Regions from separate parts of the Mus musculus genome. Here regions 2 and 3 are each linked to region 1. The links are chromatin contacts, called in public HiChIP or PLAC-seq maps. All regions are on one chromosome and are shown on one strand. The core of a region is the stretch at or near the end of the contact, and the rest is flanking DNA. Distances in the headings are between cores, read along the strand shown.

What was found. HiChIP or PLAC-seq counts read pairs in DNA pulled down with a chosen protein or histone mark.
Region 2: an H3K4me3 HiChIP or PLAC-seq map of embryonic basal ganglia shows a contact between it and region 1, with 2.9 times the contacts expected there. The contact joins two enhancer-like sites. A contact is called at or near these places in 3 of 484 Hi-C or Micro-C datasets (the C2C12 cell line, rod photoreceptor and ventricular fibroblasts) and 2 of 115 datasets of contacts at active chromatin or transcription factors (differentiating embryonic stem cells and embryonic basal ganglia).
Region 3: an H3K4me3 HiChIP or PLAC-seq map of embryonic basal ganglia shows a contact between it and region 1, with 5 times the contacts expected there. The contact joins two enhancer-like sites. A contact is called at or near these places in 17 of 39 promoter capture datasets (the 3T3-L1 cell line, 3T3-L1-derived adipocytes, HPC-7-derived erythroid cells and 10 more), 1 of 15 datasets of contacts at CTCF or cohesin (embryonic stem cells), 95 of 484 Hi-C or Micro-C datasets (the 3T3-L1 cell line, 3T3-L1-derived adipocytes, the AML12 cell line and 53 more), 20 of 115 datasets of contacts at active chromatin or transcription factors (PVALB interneurons, astrocytes, a beta-TC-6 cell line and 14 more) and 2 of 9 other capture datasets (embryonic stem cells and embryonic tail).

What each region holds. Positions count from the first base shown.
Region 1 is chr8:26,674,808-26,679,954 of GRCm38.p6, forward strand. All of the region lies in intron 2 of Gm32098 (a long non-coding RNA gene), which reads right to left. Among named protein-coding and RNA genes, the nearest start is that of Gm32098, 21 kb to the right of the region's middle. Within about 2 kb of position 2,849, at least 16 of the 459 cell types and tissues checked have an H3K27ac peak or open chromatin away from gene starts, as enhancers often do. A contact at or near this core is called in embryonic basal ganglia, where this site is marked.
Region 2 is chr8:26,252,683-26,257,829 of GRCm38.p6, forward strand. No RefSeq gene overlaps it. Among named protein-coding and RNA genes, the nearest start is that of Gm31727, 12 kb to the right of the region's middle. Within about 2 kb of position 2,624, at least 27 of the 459 cell types and tissues checked have an H3K27ac peak or open chromatin away from gene starts, as enhancers often do. A contact at or near this core is called in embryonic basal ganglia, where this site is marked.
Region 3 is chr8:26,991,550-26,996,696 of GRCm38.p6, forward strand. No RefSeq gene overlaps it. Among named protein-coding and RNA genes, the nearest start is that of Gm32389, 13 kb to the right of the region's middle. Within about 2 kb of position 3,027, at least 36 of the 459 cell types and tissues checked have an H3K27ac peak or open chromatin away from gene starts, as enhancers often do. A contact at or near this core is called in embryonic basal ganglia, where this site is marked.

The DNA of each region.
Region 1 (5,147 bases), core at 1,599-4,098:
GGGAGGGAGGAGACTCTGCTCCCCGTTTCTCTAGGCCCCTGCTCACCTCACAGACCAATGTGCCATTACTCTGCATTCTGCACTGGAACTCTTCTTAGAAGGCAGTTAGGCTACTGGAAACCCCCAAATAATCAGCTATGGTGGCCAAAAGCTCCCCTCTGTTTTCCATCCCCTTCTAGCCAAGAAAGAAAGGAATAAGAGGGGATCTGGTTCTAAATATATCTACTTTGGAGCCATGGAACCTTTTTTTTTTTTTTTCGAGACAGGGTTTCTCTGTGTAGTCCTGGCTATCCTGGAACTCACTCTGTAGACCAAGCTGGTCTCGAACTCAGAAATTGGCCTGCCTCTGCCTCCCAAATGCTGGGATTAAAGTCGTGTGCCACCATGCCCTGCTCATGGAACCTTTTGGATGTGTTGGCATTATGTGCCTGGAACACAAACATTGAGACACTCGTGGGCCACCGGCTTCTAATCCCTGCTTCAGACAGGTCTGCTTTGCTATGCTGGGGACCTGAGAGAGGCTTGGAACTAGGCAAGCCCACATCAGAGCCTGAAGATACACACATGTTCAACCAGAACCCAGAAATATATTCAGTGCCATCTTATAAAATAAAGGGAGTTTAAAGGATTCAAGAGGAAGAATTGACTTGGCATTTAGCAGATCTCCTTTCTAAACGCGGTGCTACTACTCACCAGCTATGTGAACTTAGGCTTCTTCTATTTCCCATCTCTGTGCTCTAAAATCCTTGTCATCAAAGGGACAATTACAGCAAGCAGCATGTGTCAGACAAGGACCAAAGAAGACCCCAACCAACAGACTTCCTCTCTCTCCTGTAGCTTGAGGTACTGGCTAACCACAGTTGATACATATAAACTGTCTCTGGGCTTTGGTGGGAAGCAAGGAAGGACTGATGGTCCTAAGGAACTGATGACTTCCCCATGAGCTCCCACCCTGCCTGTGCTGCAGCTACAGGTCTCCTAGCACTCGTACCCACAGACTGGCTTTGGAGAATGGAACCACATTCCACAAGCTTGTGACTAAAAGTGAGTCTTGCTCAGTGTCATTGCCTAAGCAAGGGAGCAGAGAGCACTCCCCTTGTTTTGCATGTTTGCATCTCTTGGGTGTGGCTGAGGAGGCTCCACACAGAGGCAAGTCCTCTGACTGTCAGTTATCCCCCTTTAGCTTGTTCCCTCCAGGATCTCTGATGCCCTTACCTCTGAGATCAGGAGAAGGCTGGGAAAGTGGTTCCAGGTGAACTGCAACGCCACTTGGGAAGGATCCACCCCATTGGTCCTCCAGACCATGTGCCTGATCAGAGTCCCATGGCCTTCCTCACCCAGCTTAGGTTGGTCTTAAACCTCAGTTCTGGTTTCCAGTTTGTTCTCGTGCCTCCAACAAGACCTGGAACAGGTCTAGCCTCACACAACAAAATAAAAACAAACCCCATAATGCCCTTCACCTACCATGCTCCTTAAGGGACACTGAAACATTGAGGTCTCTGACATTTGTTCTCAGGTGCCTGAGCCCGTTTTGTCTCCTCCTGCTCAGTCCATCAGACCCTCAGGGCCTCAGCAGACAGAAGTGAGTAGTCCCGGAAAGCACTGGTCACAATTAATGTCTTGTCTATATAGCTACTGGACTATAAGCTGCTGAAGGGTATGGATAAAGTACTGGACTTTGTTCCTTCCTCGGTGTCCCTGATAGTACTGTCTAACCTGTGCTTGGTGATGTTCGTTGTTTTGGGGTGGAGCTGAATTCAGACTGACATGAAGGGTTATTAGGTCAGGCTATGCTTCATCACAGAAGTCCTGGGGACCCAGTACAGGGGGAGAAAAAGTGATTATGAATCCGTGCTCAGAAGACTAAACAGGAATCCCCTTCCCTCGATGCTTAAATGTCTTGCAGGCATGTCTAACCTTTAGACATTGTTAGCTACAAAGTCCATGCTCGAAACCACTAAAAAAACTGAATCACCAAAACAAAACAAAACATTGCAGAACAAAATCTCAAAGCATCTTAAGTAAGTTTGTGATTTTGTGTGGGACTTTATCCATAGCTGTCCTGGGGTCCACGAAGCCCATGGGTCACATGTTGAGCATGCCTCTAAGAAAGGGACAATAACTTCTCAGAGCCTTATAGGAGAATGTAGGGAACCAAGGGACCGGGAAGAGCTTAGCAAACCATTCCCAAGGAGCCTAGCACTGACTGCAAGACTCAACTTCAAACGCATGAAGCACTTAAGAAACACAGGTGAGTTGAAACGATGATCTGAAAATAAGTAAGTGAATGAAACAGGTGGTGGCGTCACCCTGGACATTACTGACATTTTCTCCCAAGAGCTGAAGCTGACTGCACCCTCACAGTCTGACCCCCGGGCTTTTTCCACAGAGCCACTTGCCACAGGTGAACGATCCCCGATCAATCTGCTCTCCTCCCAACCTTGACCTAAACCTCCCTCTCTGCCCAAGTCTGTCTGTCTCAAGGTAGTTGGTCCTTTGTGAAGTCCGAACTTCAGTTGATTGTCTGGGCTCATCACATTCTGCCTGTCATTACAAGGTCAAGAAATGTAGCCACTAAGACACACAACTCTTCAAGGCCTTCTGGGTTCCGCAGCCCAAGCCCTGTCTTGGGGAAGCTGTCTTCCGCCTGTTTTTTTTTCCTTGTGCGCCCCTTTTTCTTTCTCCCCGCCCCTTCCCCCCTTTCACCAAACAGATGTAACTATTTATTCCTTATGTCCTAGTTTTCCTGTAATTTCATAAAGTGCAAATTTGCTGTCCTGCTCCCAAATGCCGAGTCGGTGGTTTGTCACAACAGTCATCAGTAACTGTCGCTTTCTGCCGCGGGCTTAATTAACCCACTCTCTCATTAGCATGTCCGTGCGCTTGTAAGGAATGAAAGCCTGATTATTTTCTACAACAGTCGCAGCCAATTACTGCATCCAAATGGAACCACATTAATCAAATCTTTAGTACGGTGGCAAATTCAGAGATATCAGATTGCAAAAGACTGCAAAACTAATATGTCACTGTCAGCGGGGCTGCGCAGGCATTTAGCAAACTGCATTAAATAGATGGCTTCGCTGAAGCCGCATGAATTTAATATGTGATGGGATCTGGAAGCTATTAGTGTGACATGGCAAAGTAGTGGGAGCTTTGGCAGCTCTGGACTTTATCCATGAACTCGGGAAACTAATATGAAAACTTGTGTGTGTGTATGTGTGTGTGTGTGTGTGTGTGTGTGTGTGTGCGCACATGCTCATAGTCCCAAGCTTCAGTGGGTGCACGCATGCGCTTCCTGGAGAGTGTTCAGCAAATAAGAACGAGATTTCATGGACGGTGGACTAGCAACCATTGTTTTATTTGCTCACACTGGGATCAAAACAGAAGTCTACACACAGAAGAGATGGCAGCAAGCATAGCCCTGATGAAGTGTTTTGAAATTCGTATGCAAAGTAGTCTCAGAGTCCCATGTTCATAGTTTTCTGTATCCCAGGTCTGGAAGACAGAGTTGGATGTGTGTGGGATCATGGGGCCTAGTGACTGGGGTCTGCCACTGACCATACTTGATTGTATCAAACTGAAGAAAGGTGATTTATGGATAGTCCCACTCTGACGATGCCCAGTGTGTTACTACTCAAGTCCCTTATGAACACGGCATAGTATCGAACACATTCCTCTGTAAACCATCTCTCCCTTAATTATAGTACCCCATGTGTAAATACTATGTAAGTAGTTTTTTATGCTGAACAACTTAGAGAATGATAGCAAGGTGAAAAGTCTAGCCACACCCCACACAGGCACAACCATCAAAGGTCTAGCGATATGTTTGATCCAAGATTTGTCAAATCCTTGAACGGCTGAAGCCATCTGTGTATGGTGCATAGGTGTCAATGGGCATAGTGGTTTTCTCAGGAAGCAAAACTTTTTCAAGTGCCTGCATCTCTACTACATGTCATCTTTCTCCCCACTAGACTTTCCAGTGATTGAGCTAAGGGAAGCATTCACCCACCAGCACACTGACACCGAAGACTGTGGAGTCCGTCAAACTATGATGTCCTCCTATAAAGGATGAGACCTGCCAAAAAACAAAACAAACAAACAAACAAAAAAGCAGAAATAGCTCCTAGACAGTAAAACCAGGATAGAAGGACAAGGCCGGCTTTCTAGATGGTCCTACAAGAAACACAATAGACTGGGGCCCTGTTTGTAACTGATAAGAAAAGTGACTCTCCTAGGATATACTTGTTTATTCAATAAGTATTCTTGATCATTGGTGAGCTCCACTCACTGGAAGAGCTGAGTCCCCTCCCTGGACTTGGACAGTCACAGCACTAAGCACAAAGGAGTTATGAACCTGTTTGCTGCCAGGGGTCCCACTACACAGATAAGGCAAAGCAAGTCTCTACTGTGCGGTAAGTTAAGGCCATCAGACATTGTCCATCTTCCTGGCACACTGGGTCTCCTGGTGATGGTTCCACTTAGGATTCTTTTGCTTTTGCATGATGTGAAAGTGATAACATTAAGTGGAAGGTGTATTCTGTTTTTTTGGGTATTTTTCCAAGCTACAGTGTTCAGTGAGATCCACGCTGGGTGGCTGCATATAGTGTAGCTCAGGGCAACCCTGTGATCATGGGGAACATTATGTATACTCTATACTCTACTGTACGGCTGCTCAGCTGGAATGGTTGGCAACTTAGGAGTTTCCAACCCATTTTTAATGTCTGATATTTCAATGGACATAGGGACCAACGTAAGTCAGAAATTGACTTTGTTCAAAGATAGATAAAATGTGGTATAAAAGGTGAGTGCCCATTATCTTAAAACTATTTGGAGAGGTTGGTAGTTGTTGCTTTTAAGTTCAAGAAGAAAGTATGGAGTTATAAAAGTATGTATATACCTGTTTGTGTACATGTGTGTATGTATGTATACATGTATGTGTATACATGTGTGCATGTGTGTGTGTGTGTTGCCCCTTTGCTCCCCATCACATGGGAACATGAGATTTCTAGGCAGAGATTTTGATCGAAGTGCTGGTCACCAATGAGTGGTTGCCAAAAAAGGCACTACTCACTTTTGCTAGACCTGCCTTGGTATAGCTCTAAATCTCCAAAGACTGTGAAGGTGACTTTAAGAGGTCAGACAAGGGC
Region 2 (5,147 bases), core at 1,374-3,873, 420 kb before region 1:
AGAGCAGTCATTGCAAAGCAAGTTCTTTTAAATAAAGTAATAGTGAAAAAAAGTTACATTTGAAACCCATTTATTCTTTAATATGAAGCCTGTTAGCAAGGCCAACCAAGCTCCAAAGAGAAGACTTTCCTGTAGGTTTCTTTAACTTCAGTTCCTAGTCTCTATCTGTTCCAACAGATCTCCACTTGGCTGACAGACACCATTCAGGAGTCAGCTGCAGACTACAAATTGTTATGAAGACAATCTATACCAGGCAAGACCCAGGTAATCCTACAAAACTAGAGAACCCTGGACTTGCAGAAAGCTCATATGAACCATGACAACATTTGGCTTCTGGTCTTTCAGCTGAGTCAGTAAACCAGACGCTCTGATGAATGTCCCTTTGCCTAAATCTCCCCTGGCTTTTGACTAACATTCCAGCCTTCCTGGGTCCTAACAAAAACATCCTAATTGCAGCTGAAAAGCAGTTCCAGGAGAGACTATGTTTCTCCTTATCCTCAACAATGACTGGGATTTTCAGCTAGGAACTTTTTTTTTTTTTTTAAAGCTTTTTTTTTTTTTTTTTTTTTTTTTTTTTTAAAGCAGTGAAGTCTGTGAGACAAGCCCAAAAGCTTGGGTGCAGTCCTGGTGGCATAAAGTTTCACGGAAACTTGTCTCCTGGAAAGTTTCTGGCACTCCATAAACAGATGTGTTTCAGATTTGTCCTGCTATAGTTGGTGAATGGTTCTGTGTGCTTTCTTTCAGTCTTGTTTTATTATAGGTGCCTCCAAGGAATGATTTGACAAATACCTAAGTTAGATTGAACTTTGCTTCCTGGCCTTCACCAATGTCCCAGGCAGCCCTTGAGCCGACCCTGGGCTTGGAATTTCATAAGAATGCTACTCATTCAGATGAAATGCCTCCAGTGTTGCTAGTTAGAAATCAGGCATTGCAGTTTGCCAGATAGGAGCTAGAAAACTCAAGGCTAATTCAAAATAGTAAACTTAGAATTCTCATTACAGACATTATTGGAAGCCTACATCACATATTAGTAGAAAGAAGGTGGGTTGAGGTTTAAGGAGGAACTAGAGTATTGTATTATTTATGAAAAGGTTAGCAGAACAGAACTTCCCTGGCGCATGTTTTTCTCTAGGCCCAGAGGAACAGCATAATTAGGTATTTACTAAGGGACCCCTGGTAGTAGATTTAACAATAGACTAGTATTGCACCTGGATGTATTAGCTGACTTTAGATAGGGCTGATCTTATCCCAGTTGTAAACACTGCCTGCTTCCTGTTAGCTTTTATGTATGCATTTTCTCTGTTTTGTGTAAAGAGCCATTATGAATCTCTGATGTATCACCTAGCTTCCTTGTTTTTCTTCTGTATTATAAGTCTGATGCTTGTTTTAAGAAATTACATTCATATCAACACTTCCTTGTGTTCGAGTCTGTTTGTCATTTGCCGCCGCTGACTCCTTGCTCACCTGAGTACCCGAACCCTGATCCTCCCGCGGGTTGAGGGACCAACCGAGTCCAGTCCTTGGCAGAAACTGTAAGACAGTGAATGATGTTTGAAAGAAAAGCATCAAACACAGAAGAAGGTGGGGCTTATATTAGCCCCCAGACTGCAAGGCTAGAGGGTTTTCAAGGGCTTTTGGTTGTGTAGTAACTTGGCAGAACATCTAATAAGGGTGGAAGTCAGTGTATAAGGCATAGACATGTCAAATTCTAGAAAGTGGGTCAAGACACAGTCAAACTTAAGTTTTACAGAAAACAGGAATGAACTTGTAATGAGTCTTAAGATGGAGTCAGGCTGGTCCATCATATAACCTTCTCCAATGTTCTGGGACTATCACAGAAGAGAGAGAGAGTAGAAAGAATGTAAGAGTTGGAAGAAGCACTTTGAAATACTGTGGTCTGGATAGGACCCATCTGTTGTAGTCATGGACCCATCGTCATGGGCGGGGGTGGGGGTAGGGGTGGGTGGGGAGAGCTCATGATGCCACATCTCTCTCTGACGAGCTGCTGGCAGTTGCTGGGCTCCTTTGACCGGTTCCCAGAAGTGACTCATTTTCTTATATAATGTAATCACTAATAAGTTGCTCAAATTACCATAAATAGTGCCCTAGCCATGTTCATGCAAGAACCCATAATTAAACTAGTGGATCTTCCCTAAAATAAGTGAATACATCAAGGGGGAACTAGTTGAAAAAAAAAGAAGGGGTTCAATAGGACAGGAATAAAGACTAGAGAGAGCAAGAGGGGTGAATCTGACCCAAGTACACCTTATATGTGTAAAATAGCATTGTTAAAAATCTCTTCCATTGTAAACATGTATGAAAATGCTAAAAATACTGATAAAAATGGCCTAATTATAAACTCAAGGTGCTTACCATCAGTCTGTAAAGGAGTTTAGAGAAGTGGGTGCCTGCTTTCCTAGGAGAGCAGCAATCTCTGCTCGGATCTTAAGGATTGTTTCTTTCAGGCAATAGAGACAAAAGACCTGAAAGGTTACTTTTCTTCAGCTTCCGATTTGCATGCCTAAGGAGTACTGGCGAGAGAAGGAACCCAAGGGCTCCTGGGCTAAGGGAGGGAGGGTAGGAGGGAAGAAAGGCCTTCATGCTAATTAGGTTTGAAAGACAGCAGGATTGGTCCAGCCACAGCGTGCTGAGAAGACAGGAACCCTAGCAGCTGATGCTTAGTTCAGACTAAACTCACTGGAAGTCCCCCGGGGAAAGTCACAGGGTAAACCTGATAGTCCCTGTCATTTACAATCATTATCAGGCAGGCTGCTTCTGTAATTTTACTGGGGAGCCAATTAACAGCTCAGGAAACTTGAGGGGGGTGATTCCCCAGCCCTCTGCTTGTTTTGAAAAGAGAAAATAAGGGCGCTTTCAAGTGCCATCTGCAGTTGCTGTCTCTTCTAAAGACACAATGCCTTCATATAAGGTGGTCACTCCTCCCGTCAGACAATTGGTTGAAGTCAATTCCTCTGTCTTAATTTACTCTTCTCTCCAGCAACCTAAATTAGCTTCCAGATAGTCCAGTCAGCCTTGGTTCATTCTTTTCTAAGCCCTGGCAATGGTAACCCATCTTTTTACCCTAGCTTGTCTTCAAGAAAATGCCTTTGCTGCATGCCACTTTGTAAACGAGTTGGGAAAGGCCAGTTAATAAACGAAGGAGACAGACAAGGAAGACCATCCATATTGATCTCTCAGCTCCGCGGTTCCCTGCCGACATCCTCGCCCTTGCCTTCCTAGTGACGTTTAAAAAAAAAGTGACGTTAAAAAAAAAAGTTTATAAAAATTTATTTTATGTGTTTGGGTGTTTTAACCTGAGTGTATGTCTTAAGTCTGTGCACAACTTGCAGTCATGTGAGTTTATTTCTAGTGATATTTTATCAGCACCTAAGTAGGTGGTTTTTGTCAGCAAGTCCCAGACATCATGCTTTCTCCAACAATGCTTAGATTACAGGTTGGGCAGCTATGTCTGATTATACATATACATACATATACATATATAGACATATACATGAGGCCCAATAAATCACTAGTTATAAAAATATGAAAAAAAGCAAAGAGATGCAATAATGAAATTATTGAAAAATCAGTGACCCAGAGAGAGCTTAAAAGCATGCAGTGGGGGGGTTATATATTATAGCATATATGATATATGCATATATATATATACATATACAATCTGATATGTATATCAGATTATATAGATATGAGATTATATATAATCAGCTATATATCAGATTATTATATATGATATATATCATGATATACATATTCACATGATAATGTATATTAGATTATATAGATATGAGATTATATATATCAGCTATATATCAGATTATATATAATATGACATGTATATCAGATTATATAGATATGAGATTATATATATGATCAGCTATATATCAGATTATATATATAATATGATATGTATATCATGATATACATATCCACATGATATATAGATCAGATTATATAGATATGAGATTATATATAATCAGCTATATATCAGATGATTTATATACATACACATACAGCCACACACACATACACACACACACACACACACACATATGCACACGCATAGATATATGTGTGTGTACATATATATGTAAAATACCCAGACACATATAAAATAAAAATAGTTACAAAATTAAAAAAAACATACACACAGTAATTCTTGTATACTTCATGATTTTTGATGTGATGATAATTAGTATATTTACATTTTCAATTGTTCATTGTCTTCTGCTAGCTGATACCAGTGATTTGTATATATTAACCTTAGGAACTTCCAAATTCACCTATTTTAATATTTTTCAGATTTCCTGGAGGTTTTTACATAGGCATTTATATAATTCTTTTCTTTTTCTTTTTCTTTTCTTTTTTTTTTTTTTTTTTTTTAAATGAGTACAGTGTAGTTGTTTTCAGTCACACCAGAAGAGGGCATCAGATCCCATTACAGATGGTTATGAGCCACAAGTGGGTGCTGGGGATTGAACTCAGGTCCTCTGTAAGAGCAGTCAGTGCTCTTAACCACTGAGCCATGCAGCCAGCCCCTTTATGTCACTCTTGAATAAAAGCTTTCGACATCTTCACTTCCTGTTATGCCCGTTTTCTCCTTAAGGGAATGGCTGGAACCTTCATTACAGCTTGGAAAGTTAACAGGGCTGTCTGGTTTCGTTATAGTCCTCTGAAGATTTGGCTTATTGAGTGTCTTCTGAGTGTCTGATGGGGTGGGGGCTGTTGTAATTGTTGAGTTCAGTTTGCATCTGTGGGGTTCCCCCCTCTGGCTACCTTCATTAAAAAAATAACAGCAACTGATTATCAGCAATTTTACGTGTGTGTGTGTGTGTGTGTGTGTGTGTGTGTGTGTGTGTGTGAGAGAGAGAGAGAGAGAGAGAGAGAGAGAGAGAGAGAGAGAGAGAGAGTACTCTGTATCATTCTCTGGAATCTTGGATGTTGTCACTCATTAAATTTTAAACTTTGTATCCATTGCTTTGTCAAAATTCTTTCTGTCCCGCTTCCTCACTGTCTTCTGTCTCCCATCCAATCGAGAGTACTGGAAATCAGTCATCTGAGATGTTCAAGCTCCTTATATACAACAGCACTTGTGTATCATCTACTCACATCCTCTGTCCATTTCAAAT
Region 3 (5,147 bases), core at 1,777-4,276, 320 kb after region 1:
AACGGGACTATGGCTCAATCTCATCAAGCTACCATATCAGAACACATCACACCATGCTATCCAGTTAATCAGACCCATTGACTAACAGGGAAAACAACAAAGGGTCTTGAATGAATTGTCACATGCTCCAAAAATGACCCTGCTGCCTCTTCTCATAGGGCACTTGCCTCTAACAGCAAGGATAATATGAAGACATGATCCTTGAAGACATCCAGTGCACAGAGTGGATGTCTAGAGGGGAGTCAGTCAGGTGATGAACAGGCGCCATCCATCCGGCTGTCCTCAAGCCCATTGATTGTTCATAGAGAAAACTAGGTCAGTGAAGAGGATGAGGGTAAAGGTTATACCACGGATAAAGGAGAAGTTCATCTCAGCTCACCTCCACCCCCTCCCTCAGATCTCACCACACAGAGGCTCCCCACACCCTCTGAGCCCTGTTTCCCTGGACAAAGTTGATGCTGATATCATACGGGAGGCAAGAATTTGATAGTGTGGGTGTGTGATACCAGCGCCAAGAAGTTAGAACCAGAATGGCTGTGAGTTTGAGGCTAGCCTGGGCTACATAAGAAGTTCCATGACATTCCAAAGTGAGATACTGTCTCAAAAATAGAAGGGGAGGGAAGGGGAAAGAAAGGGAAGGAAAGTAAAGAAACACATACCCCACCCTCCCAGGGATGGAATACTCTGGCCACCAAAGGCCAACACTAAGGGCAAAGCAGAAGGCTCAGAGCCTCACAGAGATCAAGACCCACACCCTCCCCAGAGCTGAGGCCTCCACCTTACAAAGAGCCACAGATGTGAGCACTTTCAGTGGCCTATAAGTGAGCCTCCCTAACGAAAGGGCTAGGGACCTCTGATGTATTTGGTGACAACGATGGCCTCACAGTGCAATTTCTAGGCAGCTAAAGGTTGGCCCAAAGTGATAATGATTGGTGGTCACTGTCATCAGTGGTCACCAATGGGTACTGTCAATAGAATGGGCTCGGAGTTCAAATGAAATCGAGTGGGTCGCTGGGACCAGACTTGAGCCCTTCTCTCCTATAACATTAACTGGATGCTTACTGTGTGTGTATCAGACACTGGGCTGGCACTGGGCACAGGCATTTTCATCAACGGATGTCTACGGTTGCCTTCAGTAAGTCTTGACACACTTTGCCTAAAGTCACAATGAGATTCCTATCATGATTACAATGCCTGTGTATCCACCACCAGGACTGCGGCGTGCTGTTATGCAAGTGGAGCCTACATCAGTCAAGGTAGTGAGCAAGCGAGCAAGCAGGGCCTCATAGCTACGTATGAGAGCCAGCACGGGCTGCATCCACAAAGATGTCCCATGGGGAAGCAGCAAGGGGAGCCATGATTACCTCTAACCCTGCCCTCTGAAGACCAAGGTTGAAAAGGAGGCCTTAGGCCCCTGGTCACAGGTTCCCCTCCTGAAGTCTGACACCAAATGTAGACTTGTGTTATGCTGATCACCAGCTACAAAAGACTTCTGGAGCCCAGTGCCCAACACACCAAAGCCCAGTCTTCAGGAAGCAGAGACTTGAGAATTCCAAGTTCAAGGCCTGCCTGGACACCTTAGTATAAAACTCAAAAAAATTTTTTTTGTTTTTTTGTCTCATTCCTGGAGAACCTACAGTGTGTGTTAAATGTGTGTGTTAAATACTACTGGACATGCTCCATGCACCAAAGTGTCTATGATCCAGTGAGAAAAAAACAATATTAACTCACACAAATAGTACAAATGATAATGGCAAACAAAGAAGATTCCGCCCCCCAAAAGTGCAAGACCTTCAGAACACCCCTAGATATCCCCAGAAGAGAAAGAAGAGCGCTTGCTAACAAGACAGCCTGAGCAAGACCCAAACAGGACTGTGCAGGGATACTGGGGATACCCGGCCTAGATACTCCGATGGGCTAACTTGTATGAAGAGCAGAAAGCCACCTAAAGCCAGCCAGTTGATTTTGTTTCCGGGCCACCTGAAGAGGTGCAGCCACCCAGCAGGTGGACAAGAGAGGGCCAGAGGCTCAGTGCAGGGAAGTAGTCGGACCAGCTTGCTTCAGCAGAAGGGAAGGGAGCTCCTTGCTTTGGGTTTGGATTTGAAATGAGTACTGCACTTGCTCAACCAACTTTCAAAGTCCCAGCTGCCCACCCTGGACTCTCATCCTCACAGGGACCACCTCCCTGGCTATGTTAGAGCATCAGGGATGATTCTCAGACGCCCTTCCAGGGCCACACCCACAAGATGGGACTTTCACCCACATATCCGCCCCCCCCCCTTAGTCACCTGCTTCCCACTTCAGACTCAGTTTCTCCCTTCCCTACTATTGGGGAGTCCTTAGCATATTCCTTTGTACCCTTGGACCTCGCTGTAACTGTCCCCCTTGTGCCCCTCCCCCTGAGCCATTCCTCCCCGGAGACATACTCACATGCATGCTCCCTCGCCTCCCCCCCCCAACCCTTCCCCTCCATTTGTTTCAATGAACAGCCCCTTTTATCTATTCTGTAGGTACAAATGAAGCTGTCAAATTTGATCAGGCGCTTGATATGACAGGCTGTGGGAGTCAGGACCCCTTGAACAGAGTGGGCCTTGTCTGTCACAGCCTGCCTGACACTTCCCATAATGCCCAGACTGATGAGATTCTGAGTAGGGCCCAGCACATTTTCAACTCTATTTTGGGTGAAAACCCTTCTTGAAAGCTCTTGAAAGGAGCTGGCAGTTCCGCCGCCCGGATGATTAATGAGGGCTGGCTTCACTGGACGGATTTCTCCTGGTGCCAACAGCCGTCCTCCCAACAGGCCAGAACATGTTGCCTCGGACTCCCCCAGTGTTTTCCCCGCAGACATTTACCCCCAAAAGTCCCTTCCCATCAGCCCTTAGAACGCTTCCTCCAACTCTCAATCCTTCCACCAGCCACGGTCTCTGCCGCGCTCCTCACGTTCTACCTGGAGCCGCCCCCACACATGGAAGAAGTTAGCCTCCCAGCTGAGGGGCCAACTGGAGGGAGCAGGGGCCTCTTGGAGGAGTGGGGGTGGCTGAGGGACAGCTGGGCTGAGACTGTGGAGGACTTGTGACCCATACACTCCTTGTGTGTATTCTGTGCCCCACATGGGTAGCATGAGCCTTTCTGCTTTCTCCTCAAGGATCTCAGGGGACAAAAGGCCCCAAAAGATAAAACGCTGAGTTCTTTGTTTGTTTTTGTCATCTGTGGGTGCTTCTCAGTTGGGACAACTACTGCCACACAAGTCAGGAAGGCCCCTGTGGAGGGTAGAAGGTTTAGTATCTTGGTCTCAAGACTCCTCTATCCACAAGTCCATGGGGATTATTAAAAGTGCTTCTCAAGACTTCTAATGCCCCCAGGGGCACCGCCAGCTAAGCCAGGGACCACCACACGGCAGAAAGCTCTTCTGTCCCAGGTTCCTAAAGAGCCAGGCTCAGTGTGAGCTTCCATGAACACATGAATCCTTCAAACCGTGCCCTCCCCACCCATCCCTGCCAACTGCAAGGTTCTCTCTCTCTCCTCTCGCGCTCTCTCTCTCTCTCTCTCTCTCTCTCTCTCTCTCTCTCTCCTCCCTCCTTCCCTTCCTTCTTCCTTTGCCAGTCCCTCCAACCCAATCCTGCTAGATGTTCTTTAGGGACTTTCAAACTCAGAACCCTTCAGAAACAAACAGGCTACAGGTAGCTGGGATTAGAAATTTGTCTTGCCCTTTCTTGCTAACCTCTTTGTTTTGGTTGGTCGGTTGGTTGGTTGGTTGGGTTTGGGTTTGGGTTTAGGTTTTGTTTGTTTGTTTGTTTGTTCTTTTGTTTTTGACATGATCCCCCTATATAAGCCAAGGTTACTTCAAACTTGCAATCCCACCCCCACCCCACCCCCGTTTCCCAAGTGCCAGGAATACAGGTCTGTGTCACCACTCACACATGGCTTCTTGTCCCTCTGAGACAGACCCTAGCTGTGTTGTTCAGAGGCCAGCCTCATGACTAACTGAGTTAACCAATAAAATTCATTCTGTCTCTCTTTCTCTCTCTTTTTTTAAAGCACTCATAGATGTCCCTTTCAAACTAGGTTTGAGGTCCAGGGAAGAAACCGTGTCTCTATAACCGGAGGGTCCCCCCTCACCCCCACTTCCCTTCCTCTGAGAAGAGATAAAGGAACTCCAGAATACTCCCAGGCCACGGGGTAACTGCCTAGCCAGCTTTGAGGTTACCCCCGGTCCACACTCGAACCTGAGACCATCAGCACCATCTACTATTTACAAAGCCCTTTTTCACTGCCAAGCAGTGGATTGGCTCTGGGGAGACGTCAGTCAAAGCATGCAGCTGAATAAGCCTGTAGATCCCCTTCATGCAGCTGACAGGTAAGGAGACGACACCCACGCGAGTCAACGTACAGGCGTGAATTGTCGGGCAGTGGTAAGCAAGAGGTGTGGTGTTGTGTTGGGTAGGGCATACGGGGGGGTTGCTGAGGAATCCTTTAGATCCAAGGTCCGAGAAGGCCTCACTGGAACATGATCCTGAAACTTAAGATCCAGTGGCTAAGTGGGCTTATCCAGGTACAAAATGTGTTGGGCTGGAGAAAGGCATGAGTGACTGTCAGCTAACTTCCTTTTGTCTCCAGGGTGCTGTCCTCTTCAGCCAGGACTTTATGGAAGGCAGAAACTCAGGAACCCATCCAAGCCTTGGCAGAGCCACTGGAGCAATGAGTGAGCTTGGGAGAGAAAGGAAGTCCAGAATTCAGAGGGAGTCGCTGACCACAACAGCCCGGGCAAGGCGGGACCTCTGCACTTAGACGGGTAAGTAAGGGTCTGGGCTTGTCACAGGACCCACGTGGAGGCGCTAGGCAGCCTTCTTGATCCTGGAGCTAACTGGACATCGAAAGCTACCGAGGACGACAACAATCAACCAGAAACCCTGTGCACATCAAAACAGAAGTGTGTAGCTTGAAGAGAAGTTATTCTTCTCTCTTCCAGAAGATACTTTTTAAAGGAATTATAGAAGATTGTGTTTCTTGCTTTTGGAAAACTCCTAGGATCTAATGGTAAGTTGGTTTTCTTGCATACAGCAAATAATACCTGGGATTGTCGATTTTTTTTTTTTTTATGTAGGTTTCAGGGCTAAAGAGATGTCGCTGGAATTAAGGGAATTTGC